Linked DNA regions of Oryctolagus cuniculus: region 1 is linked to region 2. The links are chromatin contacts, called in public Hi-C maps. All regions are on one chromosome and are shown on one strand. The core of a region is the stretch at or near the end of the contact, and the rest is flanking DNA. Distances in the headings are between cores, read along the strand shown.

Evidence for each region. A called contact is a pair of places that touch in the nucleus more often than the background predicts.
Region 1: a contact with region 2 is called in a Hi-C map of an unstated tissue, with 2.8 times the contacts expected there. The contact joins two enhancer-like sites. A contact is called at or near these places in 3 of 6 Hi-C or Micro-C datasets (ear pinna, skin fibroblasts and an unstated tissue).

Annotation. Positions count from the first base shown.
Region 1 is chr21:6,390,865-6,397,439 of mOryCun1.1, forward strand. It overlaps VPS37B (VPS37B subunit of ESCRT-I), which reads left to right. Exons shown (of 4, transcript XM_070066120.1): 2 at 2,521-2,692; 3 at 5,637-5,719; 4 at 6,401-6,575. Among named protein-coding and RNA genes, the nearest start is that of HIP1R, 25 kb to the right of the region's middle. Within about 2 kb of position 1,992, at least 1 of the 8 cell types and tissues checked has an H3K27ac peak or open chromatin away from gene starts, as enhancers often do.
Region 2 is chr21:6,355,549-6,361,892 of mOryCun1.1, forward strand. No RefSeq gene overlaps it. Among named protein-coding and RNA genes, the nearest start is that of VPS37B, 4.0 kb to the right of the region's middle. Within about 2 kb of position 2,778, at least 2 of the 8 cell types and tissues checked have an H3K27ac peak or open chromatin away from gene starts, as enhancers often do.

The sequences.
Region 1 (6,575 bases), core at 742-3,241, 35 kb after region 2:
CACTGCAAGCGGCGGCTTTACCCGCTGCACCACAGCGCCGGCGCCCGCAGATCCCTTTGCTTTAGTCTACACGTGACTTGCGTTTCTTTAGAAGCAGCCTCTCAGATGGATTCCGCACACCCTCACTGATCTGTGCTCGGTGTGCCAGGGACAGCAAGTGTGTGGTTCGCATTTCCCTGGAGAAGACAGGCGGTGAGCAGGCGAACGTTTAATCCCACCGATGGCAGCTGGCGCCACAAAGGAGTGCGTGCCACGGGAACTGGGTTAGAGGGTGGCCGGGAGGGCAGAGGGAAGAGAGACTGAGCTCCAGGTACGCGTTCTCTAAGAACGGAGCGGGAAGTGAGCGTGCTCAGGAACACAGTCCCTTTATACCAGGTGGTTTATTCGAGACTAACTCGGGGCTTGGCTGAGTGTTAACTGAGCAAAGAACTGATCGCAGTCAGAGGGGCGGGGTTCTCAGAGCCGTGGTCTGCGGGCCGAGACCTGGGTTCCAGTCTGTGGGCTGTGAGCGTGAACACCCTGCCCATCCATCTGCAGAGCCCGGAAGGAGGGAGAGCTCTCTGCACATGGTGGCTTGTCCATCTTTCTGAGACCTGCAGTTGTCAGAAATGGATCGGAGAGGGCCTGTGCCCCGCTGCCGGTCCCCGCTGGTGGCAGCTGGTGCAGTCCCGGACACTGTGGAGTCAGGGTTGGCATGCTGACGGCATCCTCCTGAGGTGGCCCACTGCTCCCCACCGCCTCCCCCGGCGCTCACGTGTTCTCCATTTTGTAATTCTGTTGTTTCAAGATCCTTGTGCGTTGGGGATGGTGGGGTAGTGGTCCTATGGGGTTGTCTTGTTTCTTCATTGTAACAGATCCCTGGAGCTTTATCCGTGACTGGGGTCAGCGGTTAGCTCGCTTCGTGGTGTGGATGGAATGTTTAACCAGTCACCTGTTGGCTCATAATCTGGGTTGCTTCAAGATTTTGGCTGTTAGAAATAGTGCTGCTACAAATACAAGCAGGTTTTTGTGGGAACGTAAATTCCTTTCTCTGGAATAAGTGCCGGGGACGACAGTTTCTGGGTCACATGGTTACTCTGCGATTCCTTTTACAAGAAGGTGCCACGTCTTTCCAGAGTGACTGCACAATGGTGTATTTTTGTTTGTTCTTTTAATTGGCCATGACAATTGGAGGAAAAGCCCCCCCTCCGCGTGCCGGGAGATGGGGGCGGAGCCTCACCTGCCTGCCCAGAGCCAGCTACGCTAGGTCTCTCCAGATCGGGGCTGTGCTGGCTCTGAGCAGCAGGAAGGAACCAGGCGCATTTCTGCTGCCCTGGCTTTGGGGACACTCCCACCTGTTACTCCGTAGTGTTGAACGGGTGTGTGTTTTTCCATTGTTACCAAACCGCTTGCAGTTTTCAGCCCATCTTTCGCGTCTGGGAGCTGCAGGTCGCGTGTCTGCGGGGTAGAGAGAGCCCTGGGGGGTAGTCGGGGTGTCCTGGTGGAGGCACTGAGCGGGGCTTCTCCTGTTCTCTCTGCGCTGTGAGGGTGCTGGGAACTGTGCAAGAAGAGGAATGCATGGGTGTGATGGGCCGGGAACCCATACCCAGACTCGGAAGGAAGGAAGGAAGGAAGGAAGGAAGGAGCAGCTAAAACAGACTCCTGCGTGCTAGCAAATGGGAGGACTGGGGGGCGGGGAGGAAGAGCCCCTTAAGGGGAAACACAGACCCTGAGCGAGGGCACCTGTGCTGCTGGGACTTGGCCGGGCAGGGCCGGGGTCACGGTCACGGGGCAGTGAGAAGAGTTCATGTTTTCTAACTTCCTCTAACTATGAGGGGTTTTCAAAAAGTTCTTGAAAAATACCAGTTATAGACAAACTATGCATAGATTTAAAATATTTCTTGCACCGAGATCAACTTTTCCGTGAACTGTTTAGCCCAGACTCCTTGGCTAGGTTTTGTTTCTCGCCTTCTGAACGAGGTCTGAGCAGGTGGGCCTCTTTACCACCCAGTAGTCTGTTGGGGCCTGAAAGGCAGTGTGGAGCCCCTGTTGGGCAAAGTATTCCCCCAGCCCCGCCCCAGCTTTGGTTCCGATTTGCTCACGGGCCGGGGCCGGGAGCTGGGAAGACCCAGAAGTGCTGGGCTGGGGGGCGGGATGATGCGAGAGCCAGGCTCCAGTCAGCACGCTCTTTCCCAGGGCCTCTGAGGCGGCGTGTTTGATCGCTGGGTCTGATCCCAGAGCCTGCGTTAGCCACCCTCGCTGATGAAAGTGATTCTGAAGCTTGCTTTGTCGTGGCAGAAACTTGTCTTACAAACATTGAGCCCCGAGTCCCTACAGCTCCTGGAGGAGCCACGGCAGTGAAAGCTCCCACGGAGTCCCAGGGCGCCCGACCTGGGAGCCTGCTGGAAAGGAAGCGGCCCTGCTGAGCACGCGCAGGGGGTGGGGGGTGGAGTCTGGGCAGGGAAGTCCGTGCCGGGCTCCTGGGGACTGGGGGCGAGCTCATGCACTGGGGGGTCTCATCAGCCTGTGTGTTCCTCGCAGACGCAGACTGTCCAGCTCAACAAAGAAATGACGCTCGCCAGCAACCGGAGCCTGGCAGAGGGAAACCTTCTGTACCAGCCCCAGCTGGACGCCCGGAAAGCGTGTTTGACCCAGAAATACCAGGAGCTGCAGGTTCTCTTTGAAGCCTATCAGATAAAGAAGACTAAATTAGGTAACTTGGACAGGGCGAGCTTTCGAGACTAGAGCCGAGAAGACCGGAAGCTGCTGCCCGGGGAGGGGAGCCGGTTAGGGACACTGTGGGGTTGAGATGGGGCCGCTGCCCGGGGAGTTTGTGTTCAGAGTTGTTGTTCCTGAAAAGTGACTTCAGCACGGGTTAAATTCAAGACTGACGCCTTGGGGTCGGCACCGTGGCTCACTAGGTTAATCCTCTGCCTGCGGCGCCGGCATCCCATATGGGCACCGGGTTCTAGTCCCGGCTGCTCCTCTTCCAGTCCAGCTCTCTGCTGTGGCCCGGGAGTGCAGTGGAGGATGGCCCAAGTCCTTGGGCCCTGCACCTGCATGGGAGACCAGGAGGAAGCGCCTGGCTCCTGGCTTCGGATCAGCACAGCGCGCTGGCTATAGCGGCCACTTCGGGGGTGAACCAACGGAAGGAAGACCTTTCTCTCTGTGTCTCTCTCACTGTCTAACTCTGCCTGCCCCCCCCCCCACCAAAAAAAAAGACACGCGAAAAAGGCAGTTTTCTGAATTGTGATTTTCAGTAAATGCTTCGTCCTTTGGCTCTCGGCGTGCACAGTGAAACAGTGGTCCTCGCACTGGAACGTTTTGATGTCCCACCTCAGTAGGAATTTGGTGGTGTTGAGAGTCCCGGATGCTTTTGAGAACTTCTTTAAAGAGACGTTCAGGTTAAGAGGAGCTGGGTTAAAACCCTCCCCTTCAGGAATGTTTACATTCTGACACTGGTTTTGCAGTCTCCTCATTGAATCCCTAACTTGAGAAAAAATTCATAATAACAAACTCAGGAGAGTGGAGAGAAGTAAAGGGTGGGCAACAGCAAGCAGGGTGGGGGTGGGGGTGGGGGTGGGAGGCATGTGATTTGGTAAAACCACCTTGGAGGCATGGTTCGGCAGTGCCACGCCCGGTACGGGCACAGCAGAAACGGCACGGTAACGTTCCCGTTAGCTCTTTCTGATAGCTGCGTTTGGAAAGGAGCTAAATGTCCATTTGCAGAGGACTGAGTGAGTGAGTTCGATACTCAGACCCTGAAGTATTATCTGGAATGAACGGACGCAAGAGAAGCCGGCGCAGAGCAGGTGCCGCCTGCTCCGTTGGCGGGAAGTGTGGAGCCAGGCCGTGTAGGGCTGCCTCCGGGGGCGTCGCTGGGAGTGGGCGCGAGGGAGCTCCCTGGAAATCCTGAGTCTTCCTCTAGGAAGCGGCGGTCAGGGTTTACTGGGGTAAAAACGTGAGTCCTGCACTTAATCTGTGTATATTGAAGTTTCTCTCAACAAGAGAGCGCTAGAAAGCTGTGGTTAGCTGCTGTCACATATTGGAAATATTCCGCCCTCCAGGATTGTGACTCAGGGCCCTGGGCTCTCTGGTGCTGTCCCCAGATCTGGCCTGGTGCTGTGTTTTTTTTTTTTTTTTTTTTTTTTTTAAGATTTATTATTTATTTAAAGGTAGAATGACAGAGGGGTAAGAGATTCATCTTCCATCTGCTGTTTCACTCACATTGGCTGTGATTGTTGGAGCTGGGCCAGGCTAACGCAAGAAGCCTGGAATTGCATCCGGGTCTCCCACGTGGGTAGCAGGGCCCCAGTACTTGAACCAAAATCTGCTGCTTCCCAGGCCCATGAATAGGGAGCTGGATTGGAAACAGAGCAACCAGGACTCAAGCCAGCACCCCAGTACGGGATGTCAGCCTGGCAGGTGGCAGCTTAGCCCACGACACCACAATACTCGCCCCTTTAAAACGAATTTTTTTGGGCTCATTTTCATTTTATTTGAAAGGTGGAGACAGATCTTCCCTCCACTGGTTCACTTCCCAAGTGCTGGCGGCAGCAGGGCTGAGTGAGGCTCAAGCCAGGAGCCTGGAACTCCATGCAGACCTCCCGTGTGAGTGACAGGGACTCAATACTTGCAGGTGTACGCTAGCAGGAAGCCAGGTCAGAAGCAAGTAGCTGGGACGGGAACAGGCACCGCCCTCATGGAGGACGTGGGGGTCCCAGGCAGCACCTACGTGCTCTAGCCCGTTACAGCCAGTTAAGCTGCTGGGATGTCGGCACCCGGAGGAACGCAGGAGCGCCGGCTCAAGTCCTGGCTGCCACTCTGCAATGCAGCTCCTTGCTAACGCGCCTGGGGAGGCAGCAGAGGATGGCCCAGTACTCGGGTCCCTGCTACCCACATGGGAGACCTGGACGGAGTTCCAGGCTTCTGGCTTCAGCCCAGCCCTGACCATTGTAGCCATTTGAGGCGTGAACCAGTGGATAGATCTCTGTCTCTGTCTCTCCCTCTCTGTAACTTGACCTTTCAAGTAAGTAAGTAAATCTTAAAAAATAAAGTCTCACCAAGCCCCATGCCACCACCCTCACCCCCGGGCGCTTATTCTGTGCAGTTGCTCGTGCCTTGGGTTTTTATTATTATTATTATTATTTATTTATTTATTTATTTATTTTTTGACAGGCAGAGTTAGAGATACAGACAGAGAGAAAGGTCTTCCTTTGCCGTTGGTTCACCCTCCAGTGGCCGCCACGGCCGGTGCACTGTGGCCGGTGCACCGCGCTGATCCGAAGGCAGGAGCCAGATGCTTCTCCTGGTCTCCCATGGGGTGCAGGGCCCAAGCACCTGGGCCATCCTCCACTGCACTCCCGGGCCACAGCAGAGAGCTGGCCTGGAAGAGGAGCAACCAGGACAGAATCCGGTGCCCCAACCAGGACTAGAACCCGGTGTGCCAGCACCGCAGGCGGAGGATTAGCCTAGTGAGCTGCAGCGCCAGCCCCGTGCTGTGGGTTTTCAGCTAGCAGGGAAGTCAGCCCTCCGTGGAGGTGACGCTCCCATGACCGCTCTGGGTAAAGACTCTGGGGAGACATCTGGGTGGCGCGGAGGTTTGGAAGGCGCATGCCTGAATGGCCCTGGCTCACTGTGCCTCTCGCTTCCTCCAGATAAGCAGTCCAGCAGTGCTTCCTTGGAGACCCTGCTAGCGCTTCTCCAAGCAGAAGGGGCCAAGATTGAGGAGGACACTGAGGTAAGGCCAGGGCAGCCTCAGCGGAGGGGCAGTTAGCAGGCCCACTTCCTCCAGGGTGGTGAGCGCCAGCACCACACCTCCACGGCCAGGAGGTGGCACCTCCCTGTGTGGGTTGGGAAAACGCCATGCAGGGGTCCAGGGAGCAGCGGGGGTGGTCAGGTGCATGCTGCCCTGAGGGTCAGCACTGCCCCCATGGGTGCTCGTGGCCAAGGCCTGAGTCAGCTGCAGCCACAGAGCTTTGCAGACCATGCCAGCTGGGTGCTGGGCCTGAATAGGCAGTCGGGAAATGAGTCGGGCCGTGTTGCCCAGGTAAAGCAAGCCGGGCCTGGTGCTGTGTTGCCAGGGTCAGGTGGCATTGTCTTTGCTGGGGTCCTAGCAAATCTCTCCTGCTGACCCTGTTTGGGTGAGACTGTCAGGCGGGATGCAGCCAGGCAAAAAGCCAGGAAGTGGTGGGCTCTGGCCGGCTCAGCGAGAGAAGCCGTAAGTGGAGACAGTGGTCGCCTCCTTATCTGGGACGCCTGGCAGCTCGGGCCACCAGAAGACCCCTGCTCCGAAGGCCTGCTCCTGAGCCCGAGGCCTGCACGTGCACCCCTAGGGTCTGCAGCTGAGTGGTGGTGAAGCGTGGGCCCGGGGAGCCCCCCGAGGGGGCGGGTGCTACAGTCGGCTTTCCCCTGCCCCCAGAACATGGCCGAGCAGTTTCTGGACGGAGAACTTCCTCTGGACTCCTTCATCGACGTCTACCAGAGCAAGCGGAAGCTGGCGCACACGCGGAGGGTGAAGATCGAGAAGCTCCAGGAGATGGTGCTGAAGGGGCAGAGACCCCCGCAGGCCCCGGCCCCGCTGCCACCCCGGGTGG
Region 2 (6,344 bases), core at 1,528-4,027:
TTTTTTTTTTTTTTTTTTAAATAAGTTAAAATAACTTCCTCCAAAAGTGTGTGTTTAAGTCGCTCAGTCTGTGGCAGTTACAGCTGCCAAGGAGAGAGAGGCAGAGGAACCCCTATGGAAGAGTCATCGAAGGGAAGCAGGGGCATCTGCAGGGTCCTTTGTCCATTCAGAAGGAGAAAGTGAGCTGGGCAGGCTTCCGGGGCGCCGCAGATAGGAGCTGGGGGGGGGGGAGGTGGGAGGCAGCTGGAGCAAGCACGTGCCCAGCCCCCGCAAGACAAGCCCAAGGTGTCAGTGAAACACTCGCGACTTCACACATTTTCTGCCTAAGAGGAGACATGCAAAGTTCACAGTGATGAGAATGCGCCAGATTTAGTGCCTGAACTCACACCTCCTGCTGAGGCGTCTTCACTTGGGAAGACGAGAAAGTGCATGAAATGAAAAAAGAAAAGAAAACCACCAGAAGTATCCTCAGAACCAACAGAGGACAAGTACAGTGAGGCATGTCTCAGATGTTCGGGGGGCCATTGTGGGTCAGATAGTATTAAGGAGTCACCCTGATTTCTCTTTTTAGCTTGATTTCAAAATGACACACTCAGGGGCTGGTGCTGTGGTGTAAAACCGCCGCTTGTACTCCCAGCATCCCATATGGGTACCAGTTCGAGTCCCGGCTGCTCCACTTCTGATCCAGCTCTCTGCTACGGCCTGGAAAAGCAGTAGAAGATGGCCCAGGTCCTTGGGCCCCTGAATTGTGTGGGAGACCTGTTAGAGGCTCCTGGCTCCTGGCTTCGGATGGGCCCAACTCCAGCCATTGCGACCATCTGGGGAGGGAACCAGCAAATGGAAGACCTCTCTCTCTCTCTCTCTTTCTGCTTTTCCTCCTCTCTCTCTGTAACTCTTTCAGATAAATAAACCTTAAAAAAATACTCAGTGGAATTAGTGTGAGATCCTTGTGCTTTAAAACAAAAGGGAGAGAAGCAGACCCATCCGCGTCTCACATGTAGGTCGACTGGCCAAGCACTCGGGCCGTCCTCTGCTGCCTTCCCAGGCGCGTTGGCAGGGAACTGGATCAGAAGCGGAGCAGCCAGGACCGGGATCCGGGCTCAGAGAGAGGATGCTGGCGTTCCAAGCGGTGGCCTAACCCGCTGCACCACGATGCCTGCTCCTCCGTGAACTTTCTGAAGTCCCCTTGTACGCGCAGATGTGTAACATGCGTGTTTGTCACATGTAACATGTGTTAGAGATGCATCATGCGTGTTTGTCAGGGCACACTGTGTGGACGAGGAACCTACCTGCACAGAGGGACTCAGGACCTGAAGGAAGCCGCTTAGGCTGGTCCCACGTGGCAGCTACAGAGCAGCAAGCGCCCCTCCACCGACGCGGAGGAGAGTGAGCCGCAAACAGGGCCAGCCAGATACAGACAAACTCTAGAAAGATGAGCACGGCATCGCTCACTGTGGACCATCAGATTTGCTTCTAACGTTTCGGTTCATAAACTGGGACTTCTATTTTGACAGTTTTTCTTTTTTTTTTTTTTTTTTTTTCTTTTTTTTTTTTTTTTGACAGGCAGAGTGGACAGTGAGAGAGAGAGACAGAGAGAAAGGTCTTCCTTTGCCGTTGGTTCACCCTCCAATGGCCGCCGCGGCCAGCGCGATGCGGCCGGCGCACCGCGCTGATCCGATGGCAGGAGCCAGGAGCCAGGTGCTTTTCCTGGTCTCCCATGGGGTGCAGGGCCCAAGCACCTGGGCCATCCTCCACTGCACTCCCGGGCCACAGCAGAGGGCTGGCCTGGAAGAGGGGCAACCGGGACAGAATCCAGCGCCCCGACCGGGACTAGAACCCGGTGTGCCGGCGCCGCTAGGCGGAGGATTAGCCTAGTGAGCCGCGGCGCCGGCTAGTTTTTCTTTTTAAGAAATAATTTGTTTCTGTTTTTATTGGAAAGGCAGGGAGACAGAATGAGAGACACAAATCTTCCATCTACTGGTTTACTCCCCAAATGCCCGCCAACAACCTGGACTGGATCAGGCCGAAGCCAGGAGCCTGGAACTCCGTGCAGGTCTCCCACAGGAGTGGCAGGGGCCCAGGGACGTGAGCCGTCACCTCTGCCTCCCCCCTGTATTAGCAGGGAGTTGATCAGCAGTCGGAACTCCAACCAGGCCCTCCGATGCGGATGCCGGCGTAGCAAGTGGCGATCTAACTGCTGCTCTAAACTCCTGCCGGATGTTTTATATGGTAAATATGTTTCTTCACTGTATTTTTTTTAAAGAATTTGTCACGGCATGTGTTGCCCGTTGTTGGTTAAGCCACCACTTGTGCTGCCAACATCCCACACCACAGCGCCGGTTTGGGTCTGGCTACCCCACTTCTGACCCAGCTTCTTGCTTGGGCCCCTGCCACTGATACGGGAGACCAGGCGGAGTTTCTGGCCCCGGCTTCAGTACCGGCCCAGACCTGGCTGTTGTGGCCGTCTGGGGATTGAACCAGGAGACAGGAGAGCTCTCTTTCTATCTCTCTGCATCTCTTCATGTCATTTTGCCTTTCAAATAAATAAACCTTAAAAAAACAGAATTTTTCAGTTTGTATTTTGTTGTATGATGTGTACCAGATCTGCCAGGGGGGAGGGGTAACACCATGAATCCATCACCCAGTTAAGAAATGAGAGCTGCAAATCAGTTTAGAACTAAAAAAAAATCCAAAACCACACCCCACCCACACACCCACACCCCTTTAGAGATCCTTTCTAAAAATACCGTGCTGAGAGTTTCAGTTTCCCACCTCTCTCTAGAGACTTTACAAACGCGGTGCCTGGAAACCGTGTCTCAGCCCCCTGCACACGGGTGATCCAGCCCTAGCGCTGCAACCACGCGCGGGTGTTAGATTCTCTCCTCCGCGTTGCCCAGGCGGTGAGCGACTCTCAGAGCTGAATTAATCTCTCGCTGCGTGAACGCATGCTCTTGTCTCAGGACAGACTGCGCGTTCCTCCGCGGCTTAGCTGCTGTGTCAAAGCCAAACAGGCAAGACAGCGCGAGGTCACTCTCCACAGGCCACTCTGTGAGGAGAACAAGGCTTGACCGCAGCTAGGGGCCTCTCCCGGGTGACCAGAGCCAGGGGACTTCGGGGAAGCGCAAGTTCAGAATCCTGCAGATTTTCTTAAAAAAAAAAAAAATTATTTACTTTTTGAGAGGTAGACTTACAGACAGCGAGAGGGAGAGACAGAGAGAAAGGTCTTCCTTCGGTTGGTTCACTCCCCAAAAGGTTGCAACGGCCGGAGCTGCGCCGATCCGAATGGTGTGATGATCATGTATGTATGCGACAGAGAACAAATGTGACACCAGCACACTGCCACATGTGTATTCACGTATGTCTGTGTACATGTAGGGTGGAAGAAAGGACGTTTTCCGTGTACAAACATACAATTTCAAACTAATAAACCAACAAGAATATATCTCAAAAACTCCATGTTGATTCTTCAAAAGCAAGTGGCAGGTATGTTGTGCTGTTTTGAGGAAGTTTACAGACACACACACACGGGGAGGTAATGCACTAGCGCCGTAGCTAGCCTCTGGAGCCGAAGGGAAGTGGGCTTGAAGAGGAGGAACGCGCGGAGGCTCACTTCCCCCCGATGTCCCTCCATCGGGCGCGCACCGCAGTGTTTGTTACGTATTCTCTGTTCCGTCTCTCTCCTGCGTTTGAAATCGTTCATTAAACCAAGCCCAATGGGAGCAAAAGATAAACAAGAGAAGAGAAAAAAATCCGAACTCCATAAAAGTCAAACCTCAAGTCAAAATAACCAGTCCCAACATCCTCTATTTTTAGTTTAGTTTTTTTTAAGATTTATTTATTTATTTGAAAGTCAGAGTTACACAGAGAGAGGAGAGGCAGAGAGAGAGAGAGAGAGAGAGGCAGAGGCAGAGTGAGAGAGGTCTTCCATCCGCTGGTCACTCCCCAGATGGCTGCAACGGCCGAAGCTGTGCCGATCCAAAGCCAGGAACCAGGAGCTTCTTCCAGGTCTCTCATGTGGGTGCAGGGGCCCAAGGACTTGGGCCATCTTCCACTGCTTTCCCAGGCCATAGCAGAGAGCTAGATCGAAGTGGAGTAGCAGGCACTTGAACTGGTGCCCATATGGGATGCCAGCATTGGAGGTGGCAGCTTTACCTGCCACACCGTAGTGCTATCACCCTTAATAATTTTTAAAATGCTTTTCTGTATTTGTATACCTCCTCTTACCCTCCAAAGCAGACCTCTAGCTAAGTGATCTTTTTTCTTCTTGATGACGAGCTTGTAGGTCATCTCGGGAATCCAGGGGTGAGTACATGACCGTGACTATGCTGGTGACATCGGGCCGCGAGGGCGTGGCTGCTCCACCTGACACACGGCCGGGAGTCATTCCTGCCGTGCCTGCCCATGCTACAGCCAGCCTTTCATGAAGTCATACTGGAACCATTCATGAACTCCACCGCCAGCATCCATCAGAGACGAGGAATTTTAATCCCAAGGGGAGGTTTTTAAGGGTCAGCTATGAGAAGGTTATTTACTTTTTTTTTTTTGATGTGTGCTTCCCAAACAATTCCTGATATTGTGTAACTGGAGAGTCATTGCTGCGACGGCGACAATGCTCCCATTGAGACGGGGTCCTGGCACGCACGCACACTGCCCTTGAGTCACCGGAGCGGGATCTCAGGTAATCGACAGGTACTCCTAGCAGACAGAGGTGCCTAGAGACGCACACAGCAGCCAAGCAGGAAAAGGGGGGACGAGACGCAGTTCACGCGGGTGTTAGGCCCACAGGCCGGCGCCAGCGCGAGGCAGCCTGCACGGTCGTCCTCTTCTCTCTCAGCCACGTCTAAGAGCGGGGCGAAGCTTGCACAACACAGGAGATGGGGTGAGGCCCGCGCTGTCGACACAGGAAGTGGCATGTGACACCGTGGCCGTGGCCCACAGCAGGACGGCGCCAGGCGGGGCTGAGAGCCGTGCTGGGCCCAGGTGACCACACTGGAAGCCGGCCGGGAATGTGCTGGCTCTCAGCACTTCCTCCCTCCGGGTTCTGGAACCCTCTCACCGCTAACCTTGCTTTCCCCCGTGTGGGGCCTGAGGAGCCTGTGGGGACCGCTCAGGTCTCAGAGCTGTCAATTTCCTGGAAACACTGCCGCTGATGCCAATTTGTCGGGCTCATTTCCTGGCGGGGAGAAGGCAAAACACAAAGTCCACCGACGTCACCCAGGCTACGAAGACAACTTCCTAGCTACCCCTCCCGCTTACCGAGTCCTCTAGAAGCAGTCTTTTTTTTTTTTTTTTTAAGATTTAATTATTTATTTGAACATCAGAGTTACACAGAGAGAGAAGGAGAGGCAGAGAGAGAGAGAGAGAGAGAGAGGTCTTCCATCCACTGGTTCACTCCTCAATTGGCCGCAATGGCAGGAGCTGCACCAATCCAGTCAGGAGCCAGGAGCCAGGTGCTTCTCCTGGTCTCCCATGTGGGTGCAGGGCCCAAGCACTTGGGCCATCTTCTACTGCTTTCCCAGTCCATAGCAGAGAGCTGGATTGGAAGAGGAGCAGCCAGGACTCGAACCGGCGCCCATATGGGATGCCGGCACTGCAGGCGGCGGCTTTACCCGCTACGCCACAGTGCCAGCCCCTAGAAGGGGCTTCTTGTCCAGACATTACAGGTGGAAGGGAAGACGGCCACAGCAGAGGCAGAGCAACACCCACACGCGCGTGCGCGCGCGCGCGCACACACACACACACACACACACACACACACACACACACACACACGAGACAGTTCCCGTGTGCTGGTCACTCCCGGGGCGGGCCAGGCCAGGAGCAGGAGACACCCAGGTCTCCCAGGTGGGCGGCAGGAACCCAGTTCCTAGAATCTTCACCGGCTGCCTCCCAGGCTCCGCTCAGGCAGAAAGCTGGCGCCAGGAGCAGCCGGGACCCAGACCCAGGCAGGGGAGTGGGGCGGGAGCGTGGTCACCGCTGGCCACACACTCGCTCCTGAGCGCGCGGGGACCGAGCAGAACCCGTGCTCACACGGCCCCGTGGAACACCTCCCGGACGGCCCTCATGTCTCTGAAAACGCGTGCCCTTGTACAGGGGCTGGAGGGACGGCGCGGGCCAGCGGAGTCCAGCCCAGCGCGTGAGTGGACGGCTCAGACCCTCTGCCGCCCTGATGGCGCTGGCGGCCGCACAAAGGCCTCCAGTCGGCCAGTGAGCGCTCACTGAATGCCCCGACTGTGCTGGGGCTGGGCTATGCCAGGAGGTCAGTGTGGGACGAGGCCGGCGTCGCCGGTGCCAGACTGGGAGCCAGGACGCCTGCCAAGGCCTCGATGTGGGAAAAGGCAAAA